Linked DNA regions of Triticum aestivum: region 2 is linked to region 1. Evidence: chromatin contacts called from public Hi-C data. All regions are on one chromosome and are shown on one strand. Each heading gives the region's core, a stretch centred on a gene start, on an enhancer-like site or on the middle of the called end of the contact. The rest is flanking DNA. Distances are from core to core; before and after follow the strand shown.

What was found. Hi-C and Micro-C count contacts between places; a contact is called where the count stands out from the background.
Region 2: a contact with region 1 is called in a Hi-C map of leaf, with 6 times the contacts expected there. The contact joins the promoter of LOC123085225 here to the promoter of LOC123085221 in region 1. A contact is called at or near these places in 2 of 5 Hi-C or Micro-C datasets (both in leaf).

The regions. Positions count from the first base shown.
Region 1 is chr4A:73,431,916-73,439,098 of IWGSC CS RefSeq v2.1, forward strand. It overlaps LOC123085221, which reads right to left and starts at 3,908. Exons shown (of 2, transcript XM_044506844.1): 1 at 3,125-3,908; 2 at 214-508. The coding sequence starts at 3,681. The coding sequence ends at 3,139.
Region 2 is chr4A:74,127,253-74,134,435 of IWGSC CS RefSeq v2.1, forward strand. LOC123085225 (transmembrane 9 superfamily member 3) reads right to left here and starts at 2,427. Exons shown (of 7, transcript XM_044506849.1): 1 at 2,071-2,427; 2 at 1,558-1,598; 3 at 883-1,468. The coding sequence starts at 2,225. LOC123085227 (anaphase-promoting complex subunit 6) reads right to left here. Exons shown (of 15, transcript XM_044506852.1): 14 at 4,037-4,072; 15 at 3,408-3,752. The coding sequence ends at 4,051.

The sequences.
Region 1 (7,183 bases), core at 2,658-5,157:
TACGTCGCTGCCAGTGCCTGTCTGAATGCCGGCTTAAAACAACTTACACACGTCTGATTTTACAGGTCTACAGAAAAAGGAAAGCTGAAGGAAGAATGTATCAGCGAGTCAAAAGTTTCTCACGAGTCACAACAAGATTCACCAGAAGATCTGCCGGTTTCGAGAAACCTGTCTTCATCCAAAATCTTCGAGGAAGTGGTAACTCGAACAAAATGACTGAAAATTTAGAACAAAATGCTCAGGATTAACCAAAGGAATTTTGTACAGTTTGCTAACAAGATCTGTTGTTTGTTGCATTACACCAGCTAATCTACTATGGCTGTTTTTGTTGACGCTTCTCTCACTACAACTGTCAAATAGACAGAGGCTGGATTGGCAACCTTGATTTGGTCTACTCCCTACAAGGCATGCTAGTTCGTGTACAAACAAACACATAGGAGGATCGAGATCTGGATCCTCTCGATCCTCCTGCCCATCACATATGCATGCAGAGCAACTGCAATATAACCTGCAAAATAACAGCCAAACAAAGTAAATAAACTGGTATGGTCCAGTGTACCAAATAAAGAAATAGACACACAAAATAATAGGTTTGGCACAAATCTGTTGAACAGAAATTTTAGTAAGCTTGTGAAAGTCTCATAGTTTAGCCTGTTTTTTAGTTCACATCTTCCTATCCAGACAAGAAATTAGATGGACAAAACAAAAGCACACTTTTCTGTCTTCCTTTTCTGAAGCTAAGGTGCAAAGACACTTTCAGTTTGCAGAAGGTGCATAATTTAGGCTTGCACTGAGATTGGAAAAGTAGTAACACTTGATCACACTCAAATAACCGTATGTCACAAGCACACAGAACAAACCAGTTCAGGATTCCAACTAAAAAAATTCAGGCGTGCTTTTGTTTCAAATATGTACTGAACCCATAACATCCAGTTGAATACACAAGACTCAGGGTAGGCAGAACATATCCTCATATATGATCATGCCAAGATTTTGAGATGGTCTCTCCTGTAAGGAGACAAAGAAGATGAACAGGTTACCGCACTGATTGACATTTATATACCCCAGATGTCTACCCTACCCAACAATGGTACCAAGTCCAGAAAAAACTCCAACATTCAGCAAGTCTCATTTATGTATAGGGACACGGAGGACAGATATTTAACAATCTAACATGTAATTCTGCACAACATTCCCACCCCGCAGCTACAGCTCACAGCGGCCAGTCAGGACAATATCCTGGCGTGGACAGCGTCTGGAGTGTACTCGGTGGCTTCTGCCTACCGTTCAGTTCAGACACTCTACCCTTCTTTTTCTGCACGGAAGTTTTGGAGGGGGCAGGCTGAACCAATATGCCGTTTCTTCGCCTGGCTGATGGCCCACATAAGTTTTCAGGACAACCTTGTTGTCCACGGACGACCCAATGACTCCATTTGTTGTGGGTTTTCAGGACAACCTTGTTATCCGCGGATGACCCAATGACTCCATTTGTCGTGAGTTTTCAGGACAACCTTGTTATCCACTTATGACCCAATGACTCCATTTGTTGTGGGTAGTATGGTTTGGACAAAATAATATGCCATACTTGAACATGGATGCCAAAAATAAATTCCTTTGTAACCAACTACCAGCTGGTAATTAAGTAAATTTACAATCAAACAATTTTTTGGCAGCATATTTTGCACAAGTTCAATTTGATTGGTACTGTATATTTTATGTTGGAACCATCGGACATTTATTTTTATCAAGAAGAATTGAATATTATATTTTAAAGATAGGTTTTTCACTTCCGGATGGCCCAATTACTCCACTTGTAGTGGGTAGTACGTCAAAGGTTTGGAAAAAATTATGCCCATACTTCAACATGGATGGCAAAAGTAAATTCCTTTGTGCCCAACTACCAGCTGGTAATTAATTAAATTTAGAATCAAATAATTTTTTTGGCAGCATATTTTGCACAAGTTCAATTTGATTGGTACTATATAATTTATGTTGGAACAATCAGACATTTATATTTACTGAGAAGAACTGAACATTAGATTTTAAAGATGGGTTTTTCACTTTCTTATCAAGGTGCCGTAGTTACGCTTGCGTGTCTATCCGTGGTTCTCAGTTAGTACTCCCTCCGTCCGGAAATACTTGTCCTCGAAATGGTTGTATCTAGACTTATTTTAGTTATAAATACATCCATTTTATCCATTTCGAGGACAAGTATTTCCGGACGGAGGGAGTAAGTCCTTAACTCAAGATTGCTCTACGGATATGTTTCTTGAATGGTTTAGTTCAGGATATGGAGGGGTCATGGTGGTTGCCAGGCTAGGCGGATCGAGTTTGATTGTATCAAAGCAAACTCTCTGCATGGGCCACCTGTGAGTGTTGCTCTTGAAGGGCAACGACACCACGTATGTGCTGATGCGTGATCCTAGACATCTCCCAGTTAGCAGTATGCTGCATCTGCCAGTTAGTGGTATGTTGCCAGTGACATCAACCCTTGGAAGGGGACAAGGGGTAATACACACAAGGCACTAATCAAATTTGGGCTAGGGCGTTATATTTGCAGGAGTAAAGATGAGTAACGAAGAATCTAATACGTCCTCAAAACATACACTTCATGCTGACATCCAATTCGAATTAGGTTCAGTTGTAATACTAAATCAAGATTTAAAGCAATTGGTAGTTCCAAATTGTTTACACGTCAGTACGCACAAACATTCAATCTCCAATCTCTCTCCCACAAGACGTGCTTCTTAAAACAACATTTTTCCATAAAGGGATAATATATTTAACATCAAGCTTCTATCAGCACACATCTCACCGGGGCATATTCATATTATGCTGCAATCAACGTCATGAACTCGCACAAACAATGAAAATTAACACCAGATCTCATAGCTGACGAATTAAGAGGCCCAAGAACACTACACTTTTTAGGACATCTCCCCCTCAGCCCCTCTTGTAGATCACGATCTTAAACTACCAGGGAGGTGGTGTCGCCCTTGTAACTCCTACTCCGCACCAATTGGTACAGGAGTACTGCAATGAGACTAAGCATTCCTGTACCAATTCGCACCCAAGGAACCTAAGAATGGAGTAACCAATACACTGAGAGTAGGAGAAGGAATACCTAAAGCTTTGGTTTCAGAAGTCAAAGCTTTTCAGATAGGTGGGATCCTTCTTGGCCCTCTCCTGGAACTTGCGGAACCAGCGGTCCAGGATATCCGTGGGCACCACCAGCTTGCCGCCGTCGGCGGCGCAGAAGGACTGCATGAAATTGAAGAGGTTCTCGCCGACGCGGAGCGCGACGCGCTCGGCGCGCTGCTCGTCGGGGGGCGAGGGCAGCGCGGCGGCGTCCTCCACGGCGACGCCCAGCTTGGCGGGCCCGGCGGGGGGCTCCGGCTCGTCCCCGGCCTCCGGGAGCTGGAGGGCAGCGGAGGGGCGCGCGGGGCCGAGCGCGCCGAGGAAGGCGAAGGGGCGGTTGGCGGCCGCCTGGTAGTAGACGGCGACGGCCTTGCCCGGGGGCAGCGCGGCCGCGGCGGGCGGGAGCAGGAAGACGACGGCGGAGCGGGGCGCGGAGGGGAGGGACAGCGTGGAGAGGTCGAGGAGCCAGGAGGCCGGCGCGACCTGCGCGAAGGCGGTGGCGTCCAGCGGGAAGGTGTGGTCCGGGAACACGACGCCGAACATGGCGGGCGGGCGGCGGGGTTTGGGCTGGTGAGATTGACGCCGCTAGGGCTGTGGCATGGGGGGCGCCTCCGTCCGGCGAGGCTCGATCGGGGTATAGATCGGAGGCTGGAGGCCTCAAATGGAAGGAGGTGATGGCGATGTTCGACTCTGTTATGGAAAGGGGAGGAGGGTTCTAGAAGGCCGTAGAGCGTGCTCGTCAGCTCGTCCGAGCCGGATTTTGCTTTTTTTTTTCTCTCGGAGAAAGTCATCATGGAGCCAAGGGAAGGACCATACGCCGAACGTGCCACCTCCGTGGATCTTTCTGACGGTTTTGATAGGTTGCATCATTTTAGGGTCATTGTGAGGTGGACATGAATGAGTAAAATACTGCCAAAATTCATGTTTTGTGCATAGTTTGATAGGATGTATATAGACTGACTGCAGAGTGACATGTTGTTGGGCTGGTTTGATGAACTAGGCGGCACTTGGTTGCATACAATGACCAGATTAAGAGTTAATAGATACACATGATACACAGAGTTACAATAAAGTAGATAACTATGCATCTATTCCTTTATGGAGTCGAAACGAAAAGCGTACAACATGAAAGCTCTTTCGAACAACATGATAAAGCTAGTGATTAACTAAAACTTCAAACGTTGTGTGTGATGGATATGCCAAATTTCATATAAACCACAACATAAGGGTCTCTTTGATTCGCAGGATTTTCAAAACGCGGGAATAGAGAAAACATGGGATTAGAGTTGCATGTTATCTTGAATCCTACATGATTGTATGAGTGTTTGATTGTGCATAGGAAAAAGGTAAGATTCTTTTAAAGAGGTTTGAGTGGATGGAAAATTTTCTATGAAATCTAGTGCAAATGAATCCTATGAAAAAATTCCTATGGTTTACAATCCTACAAATCAAACAACCCACATAGGGAAAGTTCCTAAGGATTAGAATCCTCCAGAATCACTAGTAGAAAAAGGGTCAAATGTTCAGCTCATTAGTGCCGGTTTGAATTTGAGCCGGCACTAATGTGTCCATTAGTGCCGGTTTCAACGGCTAGCCGGGCCGCTCTCATTAGTACCAGTTCTTGCCGAACTTTTAGCACCGGTTCGTGCCACGAACCGGTACTAATGAGAGTGGTGGCAGGATGTTGTCAGTCTAGGGCCCCACCATCACCTTTAGTACCGGTTCATGCCACGAACCGGTATTAAAGGTCGCCCTATATAAACCCTTCGTCCACCCGAGCTCGCTCCTTCCCCCTTTCCCCTCTCCTCTGTTCTTCCCTTCCTCTCGAGCTCATCACAAAATTTATCCAAATTTTGTCAAGATTTGAAGACCCCCCATCCATTCAAATGATCACAAAGGTTAGCAACTTTGTCCTTTCATCTCTCATTGCTAGATTAGCTCTTGCAATGGTTTATATAGTGATTAATTTGTGGATTTTAGTAATTTGGGAGGAATTATATGTGGTAGTATTTGATTTATATGCAATTTGAGGTCAAAATAACACTTAGTTTGCATATGTAGGTGTGGTTTACTTAGTGGCTTCTAAATCTCCGTCGTAACCACCGTCGATCGCCCGCACCGTGGCACCACCTTCTGGTGAGCCTATTGTTCTTATCTTTTTTATATAAAAAATTTATGTTTGTGTGATTTAGATATATAGTTACTTGTATAATTATCTTACCCGTACGTTGTTTGTTATTCATAGTGCCATGGTTTTGATATCCGCCCCCTTCGGCCCTCGTCCGGGTTATGATTCGGATGTGGTATATTTTCTTTTATAACTATTTTGTTGCATTTCGTGTTTATGACAAATTATGCCCATCAAATTGACATAGTTTTTTTTATCTAGGAGGTATGTGAACCGGAAATTCCAACCGACCCTATTGTCGAGAGGTTAAATTTAGTTGAAAGAGAAAACAAGTATTTGAAAGAAAAATTGAAAAGAATTGAGGGGGAGAAGATGGAATTGGAATTGCATGTTACCAATGTCGTCGATGATCACAAGATCAAGATGGAGAAAATGCGCTTGAAGATTAGAAAGATTAGAAAATATGCCATTCATAGTGAGGCTTGATATCATTATGATGTTGGATCAATTGTTACCTTAGTTGCGATCTTGATCGCATTTGTTGTTGCATTTAAATTCTTAGCTAGAGAGCTATTTATATGTTGCATTTAAGTGTTGTATGAACTTTATGTATGAACTTGTATTAATTTGGTCTTTTTGGTGTTGTGTAATAAAGATGAGCTGACAATGGATGTACGATGACCGATGCTCTCCCGAGTTCATTAATGGCGTGCAAACTTTTCTACTTGCGGCTGATGTCGGTGTCAAAACCGGCGGATCTCGGGTAGGGGGTCCCGAACTGTGCATCTAGAATCGGTGGTAACAGGAGGCGGGGGACACAATGTTTACCCAGGTTCGGGCCCTCTCTATGGAGGTAAAACCCTACGTCATGCTTGATTGATATTGATGAATATGAGTGTTACAAGAGTGGATCTACCACGAGATCGTAATGGCTAAACCCTAGAAGTCTAGCCTATGTGGGTATGGTAATGAGTATATCTGATGTCCTTTCCGGACTATCCCCTTCGGTTTATATATACACCGAAGGGATCTAGGGTTTACATGGAGTCGGTTACATAAGAAGGAATCTTCGGTCGCCAAGCTTACCTTCCACGCCAAGTAGAGTCCAATCCGGACACGGTGCAGTCTTCGGCCTTCATGTCTTCACAGCCCATCAGTCCGGTCCATAGATAAATGGTCGGATGCCCGAGGACCCCTTAGTCTAGGACTCCCTTAGTAGCCCCTGAACCAGGCTTCAATGACGAGGAGTCCGGCGCGCAGATTCGTCTTCGGCATTGCAAGGCGGGTTCCCTCCTTCCGAACTCCAGAATAGTCTTCGGACGAAGTAAGTATATCCGGACCTGTGTATATAATGGCAGAGAATATAATACCCCACGAGCCCAACTTGTTGATAACTGTTCATGACATCATATCATGCTTGCCTGGTTGCTATTTCCAACCGTCAGCTAGCGAGCCGCCCCACGCCTCGCGGTGCGGTTTTACTGGCACGTCTTATCGAGGCAGAGATCGTGTCCCTTTATTTACGGGATTTTCATTAACGCGGGCGTGGGTAACCCAACCGTCCCCTGGGTACAACTCCTTGGTAATAGGTAAGCTTAGAGACCCTGGGGGAGACGCCCAATACTTGGAGCCTTTATATAGAGACCCAGTCTCGTTTTCTTCCCTTGCACTTGCTTCTTCCTCAACCCCAGCCACCCCAAGTTCCAACCCTCGGGTTCCAATCGCCACCAGCCCTAGTCATGTCCGGATCCAACCATCAGGGCCGGTGGGTGGCTAATTCTGTCACAGAGGAGGATATTGCGAAGCTCCGCGCAACGAGGTATTTGACCTCGAAAATCTTTCATCGGCTCCCGACACAAGGATAAGTTATACCGACCCCCAGATCTGGCGAGAGGGTAGTATTTGTATCCCACTTCC
Region 2 (7,183 bases), core at 1,177-3,676, 690 kb after region 1:
TGAAGTAATCTGTTTCATACACTTATTCTACATCATGTAGCGACCTACATCCTCAACTGCAGAACACCATCCAATATAAGGGATAAAGCATAGACCTAAAGGTAAAAACTAATAACCAGTCAATAGGTTGCTTCCTTGCATTCTGACCAAACATTTGTATGTGAATGCTATAAAGATACTAGATTTGCACATCATTCACAAAGCTTGCCCAGCTGACATTCAAAACAATCCAGCCATACCAAATTGAGCTAAGTAGCAACCCAAGAGAACTTAGAAGGGGACTGTAAAATCTTTTTTCTAATTAGAATCTAGGGACAGTAACTTTTGCCATCTCTAACATCTGGCTGAAATAAGCGCTGGAAGAATCAATGGTGGAGCTGGCTGGAAGCAATTAGGCTGGATCGATAAATGGAATAATGGATGTAAGAGAATATATCCATTCACGACAAGAGAACAAATATATCCATGACAGATTGCCAAAAGATAGAGGGACTCTTTAATTCAAAAGATTCTTAGGAAATTTCCTTCTGTTTGATTTGTAGGACTTGACCCATTGACTTGAAACCTATTGGAAAGATTCCTTTGTTTTTCCTATGGTGCAATCAAACAACCTTCGGTGCAAACTTAATCACATGACATTGCAATTGCAAAAAAAATAGTATATCCCTGCGTTATCGGAATAATACTATTCAAACAGGCCCTAAACAGTCTTTCAGATATGAGTATTTTGCAGTAAGAACTGAGGAATAAAACAAAGCCTATATCGTGAGTTTGTTTGTTTCTGTAATGTATGGCAATGCAGTAGGGGTACACCAAAACTTAACATTGTAGAAGCAATAGTGAATCGGTTATTCACATAAATGAAGTTTGGTGGAAACTTACTTAACAAAATCATTCTTCAGAACTCGCATGAGGATTGTTGCCAAGAACCCTGTGAGGAGAAGGACCGTAACACAAGAATTTATAATGGAGAACCAATGGACCTCCAAGTGATGCGGCATGTTGGAGGAGCTGGAATACTTCTCCATCCTCTTCTCGAACGGTGTAGGTGTCTCCTTCCACTTGACAGTGTAAAGGAAGTCCACATTAACCTCCTTGTCCTCTGTCAGGTCAACCAGTGCACTCTGGTCGGTATGCACATTGATCTCAATGACACGGTCGTTGTTGTAGAGGATGTCAAAGATAATGTGCCTGTAGAGGTAGTACTTCCACTCGCTCGGGTCAGGCTTGCCTCCCTTCTCGACCTTACCGATGAATCCCCACAATGGGAGATCATCGTAGTACATCTGGAAGTAGTAGTCCTTGGCTACGGCATTCCGGAACTTGGCCACGTCCTCCTTGGTAAGCTTCTTGGGGCAAACCGCCTTGGAATCATGATCCGTGCGGAAATCAAGCTTGTAGGGTGCATCGACCAACCGATCCCCATTGAGGACCTCGCCGAGGGCCTCGCTCTTCTCCTTCACTTTCTCTGAAATCAAAGCCACACATAATAAGCATTACATAGTTCGAGAGAGAACTTACTAAACCAAGCAAGTGACGGAATGGTGAGGAACTAACCCGGGGAGCAGAAGGGGAGGTCGAAGTAGCGGTACGTCTCGCTGCAAGGAAAGGAAGCAAGGCGTGAGGATTACTACGTTTGTAGAGGGGCAGAAATCTGCTTTAGCAAACAGATCCGGTTCCTAACGCTGCAGACAAAAGTGTTCGTTCGATACATCCAAAATTGGCGCCCGAACCAATAACAAACGACACTCTACTGAAGACAGACATAAATAGAAGCCTACGTGAAGGAGATCCGGAGCGCACTGAACCAGTTGCGATGCCGCCCAATCCACCACCCCCGGAGCTCTCCGCCAGATCTCCCCCGAAACTAGGCGGTGATGACCATCGTGACGCAGCGTAAACCCTCCAACCCAGACCATTGTATCAGACCGGAGCAATAGACGGCACGGCGCACTCTCCCGCGGAACCCGACGGATCCGACGACCCCCCACGCACGGACAGGGAATGAACCGAAAGGGATCTCGGTGAGGGAGGGAGGGATGGGAGGGATGGGAGGGAGATCTGGCTGACCTGGGGTTGTGGAAGGGGCCGACCTTGTTGGCGTAGAGCGGGACGGGGTCGCCGAGCTTGTAGCGGTGGTCGGAGCCGTCGGAGAGGACGCCGGCGACGGCGAGGGCGAGCAGGAGGAGGAGCGCCGAGGCCGCGCGCGCGGCCGGCGATGCCATGGCTCGTCCTTCCTCCTCTCCTCGGGCGGGGCGGCGTTGACGAGAGGGTGGGGGGCACGAGGGGGGCGAGGAAGGGGCGGAGAGATCTGAGTGGCGCCCTGCTTGCTTTCCTTCCTTCTTAATAGAAATAGAAGAGGGCGCCGGAGGAGGAAGGAAGGATGGAAGGAGATCTGGCTCTGGCCTCTGGCCGCGGGGTGGGTTTGGCTCAGGTCCTTCTCGGATGGCGTTCTCTTTTTTTTTTATCCTCACTCTCTCTCTCTCGTGATGGTTGGGTTGGGTTGGGTTGGGTGGTGGCGGAAGGTGGCGATGTGCCACTCGATTGGCTCGCCTTTGTGCGCATTGGTCAGCTAGCGAACCCACAATTTGGTCGACGCGTCGGTCGCTCTGGCTCCCCCGGGTGGAGGAGTCTGGTGCAAGTCTCTTTACCACCTTTTTGGCCTGACCGCATTATCAAATCTCGTTACGCCCATAGTATACTATACTACTGCTAGTAGTTAGTTAATTATCAATGAACTCGCGTTTTGCGTCCTAAGGCACAACCACCGACAGCCTCCTAAAAACAGAAAAAGGGATTTCATAATTGGACACACCATGGAAAGGCTCCTAGTAGAAAACAGACAACATTTCCAGATCCACACACAATAAAAAGGGCGGTGCTATAAGGACGACGGGTTTTCACCCGAAATCTAGACGATGGAGATTCAAAACCCCGTCCGTTAGATTGCAATCTTTCAGAAATCAGCACCGTACCGTTTAAGATGAACACGATAAAAAACACATGATGAAAAAGTTTCAATCACAACGAGACTGGAATTAGTGAGCACACTTAGCGCTACTTCTTTGTTCAGAATGGCTCTAAATTACCCCCTTCAGTTTGACCTGAACTCAGTCAAAATCGAACCATCAAGACTGACAGGTCTTACCAAGGACACAAGAATCTAACCACGTGCTATGTGGTAAGTTGTATCAAAAAGAATCCAAAAGTAGGGAAACGGGCACAAGAATATATATGCATCTCTTTTTTTTGCAGGGAAATCTATATGCATCTTACCACGCTAATTAATGAAATCACAATATCCCAAACGGAACTTTAGTCAACCCCCGAATAAACGATAGTATTCCGCGTCAGGGTCCACATAACTGCTCAACAGAAGGGGGAAATAAGTAACAAAATAAAGTACAGGATATTCATGGACGACATTGCCTGTTAAAAATAATTGTAATATTTACATTGGAAAATTTCAGCAAAATCTCAATATTGCACCACAAATCCAGAATCTGTCTGGGTGGTTACATATGAACTTGAGAGCGATTACATACTACAGATATGACTTTACAACAATTGGCTACAAATGAATGGATTTGATGTCAGAGCAACACCCATTTAAGTTACAACAGCGCTTTTGCAATTTGCAAACAGCTATCATGCCTAAACTATTTTCTCCGAGCGGTGCTTTGGCAACTGGTCTCGAGAGCTAATGTTAGCATGTCAGTGCAAAACTGGTCGTCTGGTTTCAACCATAGAGCCTGAAAGAAACGCAGATGTAAGAAAAATCCTAGTCCAACTCCAACCTCTTGTTGACAAAAGCATAATAAAACTGAAGAAATATATGCTGGTTCCAATTTGAAGCATGTCTGTTGTTCTATTGGTTCCTTGTTACGGAACCATGGATTATACACGACGTGGAAACAAAATGAGATTTCAGTGAATATATATTTTACAGAGAAAGTCATTTTGTTGCCCGAACTTATTGGATGATAGAGCTCAATGAAAACATTTACAGTCAACAAGGCTGAACACAAAAACTCACCTTGTGGTAGTAAGTTATGGCAGCTTCAAAATCATCCTGTAATATTGAAACAAATATTTTTAGAAGTAATATGCACACAGAAATAAATGACTATCAATACTTAAGCTCAAACAGTCAAAAGTGTCAAAGTTGGACAAATAAATGAAGGACGTCGTTCTCATTCTTGAAACCAGGAGTTTTTCTTAAAGAATACTGTTTCCTTTCAAATTACAAGTGCACATATTTGTGTGTAACTCTAAACTCCTTCCTGCCTGATTGTTTCAGTTTGTTAGTGAGCTTAAATTACAACCAGAATGAGCCTGCGCCAAAATAGTGACTGAAAACAGTACCCACCCGGGTCTTTTGAAACCAAGTGCCCCACTATTCTCAAGTTCTTACAAATGGCATCCCGTCATGATGGACTGGTCCACGGTTACATCTAATCATTGGCACTCAGTAGAGAAGAGTGGGGGTACACTAAGGTACATGTATCTCAAAGTATCCCTGGTATTTTTTAACTTAGAAAGAATAGGTTGTTATTTCTAAGTCACCCAAGAAATAACTATTTATAATTCTCAGTCGACCAAGTTCTGTACAGCTTCAAAATGCGCAACTACTCAATCTCTATTGGATAAAAAATCAACTCTCAGGATCATCGACTCGGAAATACGAATTTATAGGCCAACTTAAAAGATACTACCAATTACAGCACAAGCCCAACCCAGACACAAACATTAACTGCTGCCCCCTCATTCCCCTCTCTACAACACCCTATACTCGCTGAATCCCTGTAAAGTTCTTTTTGGGAAATGCAGTGTTCCTGTAGCTATATCGCACATTGGTGCAAAATAGGCAGTTGTAACAGAACCATATGGCTGCATATGAGCCTAAGTTTTCAAGTTTCAAAATTATGGATATAAAACAATTATTCATGAGCAAAGCGATATGATCAATAACATACTGCATCTTCCAGGTTCTATCAATAACAAATTAGGAGGATATCATTGCAGTAGAAATAACATTTTACAAAACAATAAATTAAAGAGGATCAGGGAAATACCATAAGTTGGTAAGTATAAGCAAGACCAGAAAATGCGCTCAGAGTTTTTGTTGGAAAAGTGAGCGCCTTTTCATAATATGATATTGCTTTTTTATATTGCCTGTTGAAACAAGTGTTAGTTGGGAAATAACATGATCTCTTTTTTTAATACATTTTGATCAGAGCTAATAAAAAGGACTAGTCATCCTAGTTGTACTAATCCATGCACAACAAGAAACAAAATACCAATGATTTAGTTTATCCAAAAGAAAAGCTTCTATATGTGAGAATATGAAAATATGTTAGGTTATATGTATGGGTTGTATATTAAGGAAATTATGATAAGGTTGATAACTTAACTCCGCCTATGTTGTTTCAACATAGACGGTCCCGAGCCCGGGTAAAGGAGGAGGGTTGCGATAGGCTTGGCGAGCCAACATAAAAGACTCAGCCACTCTTATGGAGATGAAACCCAAAAGATTTTCGTTGGGGCGTAACCCTCTCAACGACGCGCCACATCAGAACCCGGGTGTGGTGTCAAATGGGCAAGGGCCGGGCCGTCACCCCCCTGGTGGCGTGCCGTATCTTGATCCGGATACGGTGGCAAGTGAGCGAGGATAGGGTCGTCGCATCCTCGGTGGCGCGCTACATCGGCGCCCGGATGTAGTGGAAAATGATGAACAAGGGTCTTCGGATTTGACTCGACAAGTGCGAAGGGTAAGGAAGCTAGCCGAGCCTAGGAGGATTCGCTTAGGTAGCTGGAACGTAGGGTCTCTGACAGGGAAGCTTTGGGAGCTAGTTGATGCAGCGGTGAGGAGAGGCATCGATATCCTTTGCGTCCAAGAAACCAAGTGGAGGGGACAGAAGGCAAAGGAGGTGGAGGATACCAGCTTCAAGCTGTGGTACATGGGGACGGCTGCAAACAGAAATGGCGTAGGCATCTTGATCAACAAGAGCCTCAAGTATGGAGTGGTAGATGTCAAGAGACGTGGGGACCGGATTATCCTGGTCAAGCTGGTAGTTGGGGACTTAGTTCTCAATGTTATCAGCGCGTATGCCCCGCAAGTAGGCCACAATGAGAACACCAAGAGGGAGTTCTGGGAAGGCCTGGAAGACATGGTTAGGAGTGTACCGATTGGCAAGAAGCTCTTCATAGGAGGAGACCTCAATGGCCACGTGGGTACATCTAACACAGGTTTTGAAGGGTTGCATGGGGGCTTTGGCTATGGCATCAGGAATCAAGAAGGAGAAGATGTCTTACGCTTTGCTCTAGCCTACGACATGATTGTAGCTAACACCCTCTTTAGAAACAGAGAATCACATCTGGTGACTTTTAGTAGTGGCCAACACTCTAGCCATATTGATTACATTTTCTCGAGAAGAGAAGATAGGCGTGCGTGCCTAGACTGTAAGGTGATACTTGGAGAGAGTGTTGTACCTCAGCATAAGCTGGTGGTTGCTGACTTCCACTTTCGGATTCATGTCCAGCGGGATAAGCGAGCCAAAGTCGCTAGAACGAAGTGGTGGAAGCTCAAGGGGGAGGTAGCTCAGGCTTTCAAGGAGAGGGTCATTAAGGAGGGCCCTTGGGAGGAAGGAGGGGATGCGGACAATGTGTGGATGAAGATGGCGACTTGCATTTGTAAGGTGGCCTCGAAGGAGTTTGGAGTGTCCAGGGGAAGAAGCGAAGATAAGGATACCTGGTGGTGGAATGATGATGCCCAGAAGGCGATTAAAGATAAGAAAGATTGTTTCAGATGCCTATACCTGGATAGGAGTGCAGACAACATAGAGAAGTACAAGATGGCGAAGAAGGCCGCAAAGCGAGCTATCAGTGAAGCAAGGGGTCGAGCGTATGAGGACCTCTACCAACGGTTAGGCACGAAGGAAGGCGAAATGGACATCTATAAGATGGCCAAGATCCGAGAAAGGAAGACGAGGGATATTGGCCAAGTCAAATGCATCAAGGACGGAGCAGACCAACTCTTGGTGAAGGACGAGGAGATTAAGCATAGATGGCGGGAGTACTTCGACGCGTTGTTCAATGGGGAGAATGAGAGTTCTACCATTGAACTGGACAACTCCTTTGATGTGGCGAATCCAGGAGTCTGAGGTCAAGGAGTCTTTAAAAA